Linked DNA regions of Triticum aestivum: region 2 is linked to region 1. Evidence: chromatin contacts called from public HiCAR-type data. All regions are on one chromosome and are shown on one strand. The core of a region is the stretch at or near the end of the contact, and the rest is flanking DNA. Distances in the headings are between cores, read along the strand shown.

The links. HiCAR-type assays count read pairs that join an accessible place to other places.
Region 2: a HiCAR-type map of leaf shows a contact between it and region 1, with 7 times the contacts expected there. The contact joins the promoter of LOC123114203 here to the promoter of LOC123114201 in region 1. A contact is called at or near these places in 2 of 5 Hi-C or Micro-C datasets (both in leaf) and 1 of 1 datasets of contacts at active chromatin or transcription factors (leaf).

Annotation. Positions count from the first base shown.
Region 1 is chr5B:683,926,006-683,929,750 of IWGSC CS RefSeq v2.1, reverse strand. It overlaps LOC123114201 (post-GPI attachment to proteins factor 3), which reads left to right and starts at 2,374. Exons shown (of 6, transcript XM_044535587.1): 1 at 2,374-2,754; 2 at 2,873-3,152. The coding sequence starts at 3,046.
Region 2 is chr5B:684,063,922-684,067,557 of IWGSC CS RefSeq v2.1, reverse strand. It overlaps LOC123114203, which reads left to right and starts at 1,443. Exons shown (of 10, transcript XM_044535589.1): 1 at 1,443-1,957; 2 at 2,034-2,154; 3 at 2,515-2,600; 4 at 2,827-3,226; 5 at 3,314-3,414; 6 at 3,501-3,567. The coding sequence starts at 1,566.

The sequences.
Region 1 (3,745 bases), core at 1,125-3,624:
CTGCACGCTTAACGTTCGATGATGATTGGTATTATGAGTTTATGTGATTTGATGTACCGAAGGTTGTTCGGAGTCCCGGATAAGATCACAGACATGACGAGGAGTCTCGAAATGGTCGAGACATAAATATTTATATATTGGACGACTATATTCGGACACCGGAAGTGTTCCGGAGAAGTTTCGGATAAAACTGGAGTGCCGGAGGGTTATCGGAACCCTCGGGGGAACTAATGGGCCTCGATGGGCCTTAGTGGAGAGAGAGAGAGGGGCAGCCAGGGCAGGCCGCACGCCCCCTCCCCATTGAGTCCGAATTGGACTAGGGGGAGGGGTACACCCCCTTTCCTTCTCCCTCTCCCTCTCCTTCCTTCCCCCTCTCTTCCTTTTGGTGGAAACCTACTAGGACTTGGAGTCCTAGTAGGATTCCCCTCTTGGGGGCGCGCCAAGGAGGGCCAGCCGGCCTCCCCTCTCCTCCTTTATATACGGGGGAGGGGGACACCCCATAGACACACAAGTTGATCTTTAGCCGTGTGCGGTGCCCCCTCCATAGTTTTCCACCTCGTTCATATTGTCGTAGTGCTTAGGCGAAGCCCTGCGCCGGTAACATCATCATCACCGTCACCATGCTGTCGTGCTGACGGAACTCTCCCTCGGCCTCAGCTGGATCTAGAGTTCGAGGGACGTCACCGAGCTGAACGTGTGCAGATCACGGAGGTGTCGTGCGTTCGTTACTTGATCGGTTGGATTGCGAAGACGTTCGACTACATCAACCGTGTTACTTAACGCTTCCTCTTTCGGTGTACGAGGGTACGTGGACACACTCTCTCCCTCGTTGCTATGCATCACCTAGATAGATCTTGCGTGATCATAGGAATTTTTTTGAAATTACTGTGTTCCCCTACAGTCACCACTATTCATATGATGCTTGTTGTCTCCATGTGTGAGTTGTTCCCCTAGTTCTCAGGGATGTGGATAAACTTTGGTATGTCTGAGTTGAATGCTTATAAGGATATGAGAATGTCCACTGGACGTTTGGTTTAATAGCCTTCGTGAATGTTGTGAAAGGGCCCCACTCAGCATTTCTACCTTCGTGAATGCCTAGTGTCGTTGTAAAGGTTATGATGTTGATGTAAGGCGACAGGAAAGGCCTCTCTACTCCGTCTTTGCAATTGATAGGGGAGTAACAGAGAACCCTTGGTGAGGCCGCGACAATGGGGAAATCCTTAATTATTTTGTGAGAACCAGAGCGGGGAAACTATAGTAGTGACGTGCGTGGTACGAAGTCTACCTAGAGTAGAATGTATGATGTACCCGGATCTGTCCAATTACAAATGTCAAGAGTGGCTCAAGTATCCAACCTAGAACTATATGCTAGAGCATATGTTGTGTTAGACACATGCCAATGGGAATTCCGGACTCCTTGAGAATACCCTAATCCTCTTGTTGGTTTCATCGCCATATTTGTCTCGTTGTGCTCTTTTAATTCTTTTGCATTATCTACTATTGTTCGCACTCTACTCAAAATTATTACAACCTTCCACCTTCATTTTGTTTTGTGTCTACAACTAACTTCCGCCTACACGATTCGGTATTTGGACACACAGTTCATGAATAAAAAAACCAGAAATTTAAAATAATAATTAAAAACCATTTTGTTTCACTCAACTATAGGTTTATCGAAAACCGGTTCAAAATAATTACAACCTTCCGCCTTCATTTTGTTTTATTCAACTATAGGTTTTGGTGAGTCTTTCCCACAATAAACCGGAAGTAAAACAAAATCAAAATAACAAATCCAAAATATGATTCACGCAAATAAATAAATAAAATTGAATACCACAAACGGGAAGGAAAACCCGAAGCCCGGAGTTTCAATTTTTTTGGAAGCACATGTTGTGCCCCCCCCCCCCTTTTTTTTTCTGGAGAGCACACATGTGCTTCTCGTGAAAGCAAATCTATACTTCCACACAAAGCAAGTCTGTGCTTCTCGTAAAATCACATAATTTCTTTTGCTCGGAAGCAAATATATGATTGTCATGATTTTTTTCTTCACATTTTTCTTTCTCCAAAACCTAGGGAAAATAGGCGGAACTTGTAAAGACATTTGATGCATAGGATATGAATTTTTTTCATTGAGTCTAAGCTGATGTTTTCCTTTGAAATGTGAAGAATCGGTTCCTATCCTACTACATAGGATGATAGGAATATGAATCCATTCCTACAAACCAAAGAGCTAAAAAACAATTTCTTTGAAAATCCTATCCTATAGTATTCCTAGACACAATTCCTACAAATCAAAGAAGGCCTGAGTGGGCTTTTTCCCATCAGCCCAAGGGTCGGCCCCCAACGACCAAATCAATCAATAGCCCAATCATTAGTTTTTTTCTCGTCCTCTCCCATCTCCATCTCCATCTCCGACTGCGCCGCCACGACCACGACCCATCTCCCAGCCTCGCTCACTCCGCCCTCCACCCGCCGCTCCCCTTCGCCGCCGCTCACCAGTCAGGGGCCACCGCCGCGCCGCTCCCGCCCCTCCGCTCCGTTCCTTGAGCTCGCCTTTGACCCGGCGGCGAGGACCTGCAGGCCGCCCTTCTCCTTCCTCGGACGGTTCCTCCCCGTTCCCCGACTCCACCCTCAGCCCTCTGGCTCTCTCAGGCACCAGGCTAGTCAGCAGCCAGCGGCAGCTCGCCCGTTTAGATCTCCACCTCGCGCTCGCAGGCGGCGGCAGCAGCACCCACCCAAGGTACACTCCTGAAGGTGATCTACAGACTGCAGTACAGCTAGCTAAATTTTTGATTTGATTTGCTGCTCCATGTTCAATTTACACTTAATAAAAGTCTAATTATATCCCTCTGGAACTTGGGAGTTGGAACAGGGCATCAACATTCTCTGTCAATTGGAACTCGTTGCAGTGCTAGTCCTTGTCGTCCTCTCCCCTTTACTCCTGGACTGCCCTGGAGTAAAGATCCATCAGGACGCCACCCCTTTGGCCCCCATAGCTGGTTGCGGTGAGGGGTTCGCGCACTGGACCCAGGCGTGCCTGCCGGGATGGCCGGAAGTAGCCTCTGGGTAGTTCGATTGGCTTCCCTTCTTGCAGTCGGATTCGTGGTCGGCTCCGTCGAGGCCAGCCCTGGAGATGCTCATCCGCAGTACAGGTGAGACGAAGCATTGTTGACTCATCTCGTGGTGCAGATGATGTATCATTGCGCCTGGTTGTTGTTTATTTTCTTATATACTTGATTCCAGGCCTGGCTGGATAAATTGGTTCTCGAGTTTTTGTAGTTTTTCTAATGTGAAAGTGGGCCTAGCTGCGCTGTGGTTGATGCTTATTGCTTGTAATTGTAGTAATTAAATCTGAGATATATTATACCTAGTAGCATTGCTCGTCGTCTTTTAAATATATATATCTAGATGCGTAATTGGGTTAACTTTAGCTGATGTTTCGTCATCTTACCTAGTTGGTTAAAAATATTAAATCTCTCGTTCTATCTTTTGGAATGCATGTACTGGAGTCCACAATTGACTATCCTACAGTTTGATTGAAAATATCTGAACAGGAAAACTGGACACTGTCGATCGAAGATGGTTATTGTTTGACTTCGACTTGACAATGGAACAATAGAACCTTAAAGTATTCCTGTCCGTCAGATGAACAATTAGTCAAGTTTCAGCTACCACACTCTACTTTCTAGTGTAATTAGTAAATTGGTTCAAAGGTGGATTCACTAAAGTGGATAAAGTGACAAAT
Region 2 (3,636 bases), core at 194-2,693, 140 kb before region 1:
AGTAATGTGAAAAAATGCTACTAGAACTAGCATCGTGCATACATATGGACATTTTACTGAACAATGTGAATAGTATTTAAAAGTTGGTGAACAAAAAGTAATTAAGTAGCCTATGTATTACTAACATTTTAGTGCTTTAGGAAAACAAATTTTATAAGTGGATAAAAAACTAGGTTACATGAACCCTATTTTAGAATTCTTCAGATTGGTGTGACGTCGAGGTGAAGTTAACAAGCAACTGGGCGACAATCTGTTTGGTGTCTTGGTGCTAAAAAAACTCCATTTGTGGACAAAAAACTCGGCGCTGCGCTACAGCAGGAGAAATATTCTTTTTTGCGCAGCGCAGCAAGAGATATTAACCTGCCACATTCAACAGGCATTTTTTCTTCAATTAACGATTGATATGAAAGAGGTAGCGACGTACCAAAAATTCAAAAAAAAAAACAGACTCTCTAACAAGCTAGTTGGCTGGGATCTTCACGGAGAGAAAAATCCTGAATGATCCCACGAGAATCTACAACTAACTGCGTCGCTAACTAAATTCAGAGAATTATTAGTCCATCTAAGAACAGTCTACTCATTGCATGATCAAATAAACATAACTATCTCTAGTTTACAGATCAATGCGCCGGCACGCCTGGCACGCAGCCGAAGGCTCTGGCGACGAAGGCCAAGCAAGGGCAGACGAACTTCTTCACGAACCTATGCATGGCGCCGCCGCGGCGCGTCCCGAGCGGCCCCGGGGACCGCCGACGATAGCGCCGGTGGGCGACGCGCGTGTACATCCGCGACGCCGTCGTCACGGCCCCGGCCTCCGACGAGCGGACGTTGCCCTCCCGGAACGCCTCGAAGAGGACCATGTCCTCGAAGCTGACGTAGCCGAGATCGCCGGCGCGGCGCCGCCCCTCGAAGCAGACCTCGGCCTCGTCACCGCCGGCGCACTGCGTGCGGCCGACCCGCACGTCTTCGTGGGAGCGCGTCCGCAGCAGGCCATTGTTGTTGTTGTTGTTGTTGGGGAAGGAGCCGTCGCTGCTGCTGCCCTGCGCGCAGGAGAGGAGGTCGCCGGCGTTGTCGTGGTGGTGGTGGGCGAGGAGAGGCTGGGAGCGGGAGTGGGAGATCGGCATCGGAGCGCGTGAGGCGGCGGTGCTAGGAGGAGGCGGCGGCGGCGGCGAGAATGAGGACTGTGAACTGTGATCTAAGTTGGTCTAGAATCAAGGGAAGTGGTTAAGATCAATGGGCTGCAGCGCTGGGCAGGTGGATATTCCCCCACGGGACGCGCGGGCGCTGACCGCGCACGCGTCGCAGGCTGACTAGCCGGCCCCACATCGGGTGGGCCCGGTAAGTGGGCCCGTCCCCTCTCCTTCCCGCCACGCATCGCCCCTGGCCACGGCAGAAACAATCCCAGGTCGCCGACGCGCTGGGCCCCGGACGTCAGTGGCTGAAGCCCCCCTCCCCAGTCCGCATCCACTCGAACTGGGTGAGCTCTCGTCCCCTCCTTCCCCGGCCGCTCCACCTCCACTCCTCTTCTCGGACAGCCCACACCGCCGTCGCCGCTCGCGGGAGCCATGCGGGCCCTCGTCTCCCCGGCCCCAGCCGCCGCCGCATTCCTCCCGCGGACCCCGGGCCCCGGCGCGAGCCCTCGAGGGGCCACAGCGCTCTCGCGGCACCGCTCCTCTTCCTGTGGCCGCGCTGTCGCCGCCGGGGCTGCTGCCACAGGTGACCACTGGGGCACCGACGACCAGCAGCACCACGGGGAGCAGCAGCAGTACCGCGGCGGGGCCGGCAGGGGCGGCACCAGGCGCGCGGGGCCGAGCGTGCAGTGCGACGTGGACGTGGTGTCGTGGCGCGAGCGGCGGGTGTTCGCGTCCGTGGCGGTGGCCGCCGACGTCGACACCGTGTGGCGCATCATCACCGACTACGAGCGCCTCGCCGACTTCGTCCCCAACCTCGTGCACAGGTCCGCGTTTCCCATCCACCGCCGTATCAGTCCCTTCATCATCTGTGAACTGAAATTTGGGGAAAATTTCGTGCAGTGGAAGGATTCCGTGCCCGCACGAGGGCAGGATATGGCTGGAGCAGAGGGGGCTGCAGCAAGCGCTCTACTGGCACATCGAGGCCCGCGTCGTGCTGGATCTCCGGGAGGTCCCGGATGCCGTACGTGCTGTGTTCTCTTCACCATAATCTCCTACTAGCAGTTGTTGTCACAGTTCAGATGTTACTACTTACTAGTAGTACATTTTTCTCATTGGCCACGAGTCGTGGGGCAAATTGAGATGTCACTGAAATGTTCGCGGTGCGCTCGAACTGAATGCATCGGTACCATCTGTGCATGATCAGTTGATTAGGTCCCGACTACTGAATACATTTTGCTGTTGGCGTCTCTGCATGTGCTGTTTCTTCTTGTTAAGCTGTGGGTAGCAGATTTAAAGAGGATGAATGCTCTCCCTCGTTTTCTACTTATGTTGAGCTATGTGTCCTTATTTACTCGATTGTTTGGTAACAATTGCTGCGCAGGTTGATGGACGAGAGCTCCACTTCTCCATGGTCGATGGTGACTTCAAGAAGTTTGAAGGGAAATGGTCCGTCAGGGCTGGTCCAAGGTGGGCATCTTGTGATCATTTTTATGCGTTTGTAACATATACCTTCAGTGAGCATCTAGCTTTTTAAGACCATAGTGACTTATCTTCTACCACTTGATGCCCTTATATGGAAATATTTTGATTTCAGGGATCCTTAGATATTTCATCGCCTTAGGCTTTTGAACATCAGAAAAAGAATTCCGTTCATAAATCTTATATGACCCCTGTTTGGTTTGGTTTTTAACAGGTCCGCTAGTGCGATTTTGCTGTACGAAGTTAACGTGATACCACGATTTAATTTCCCAGCAATATTTCTTGAGAGGATTATAAGGTCGGATCTTCCTGTGAATCTTACAGCCTTGGCTTTCAGATCTGAAAAAATGTATTTAGAAAACCATAAATTTGGACCTACAAAATTTACCGGTGCAGAGTCCAAGCCACTTAACTTGCGTAGTGCAACAGTCGAGAATGATGTCATCCCCTCTAGTAAGTTCAAAGAAGCGCCTGCCTCTTCCGGTTTTGGTGGTGTGCTTGCTTCACCCCCTCCTGAGTTGAATGGGAAATGGGGTGTATATGGAAGTGTCTGCAGGCTTGATAGGCCTTGTGTGGTAGATGAGATCCATCTTCGACGATTTGATGGCCTCTTGGTAACTGACTAAGCTTATACCCATCTTAAATTTCACGGAAAGCACACTAAGAAAATTATCTTCTCTTGTGGAATGCTTTTGGTGAAGGAACGTGAAGGGGCTCACAGGTGTGTTGTTGCTAGTATCACTGTGAAAGCACCAGTTCGAGAAGTATGGAATGCACTAACAGCATATGAGAAGTTACCCGAGTAAGTAGTTTTATCTTTTGCGGTATTTGGAGTTCACATAGTCTACTTCCAATACACAGCTATGATCTAATATAGCTATCTTGTAGGATTATACCAAACCTGGCTATCAGTCGGATTATTCTTCGTGATAATAACAAGGTTCGAATAGTACAGGTAGGAGTTCTGTTAATGTTTTACATGATATTCTGGTTGGTTGTTTGTAAATAGCTTTTATGTTTGGGG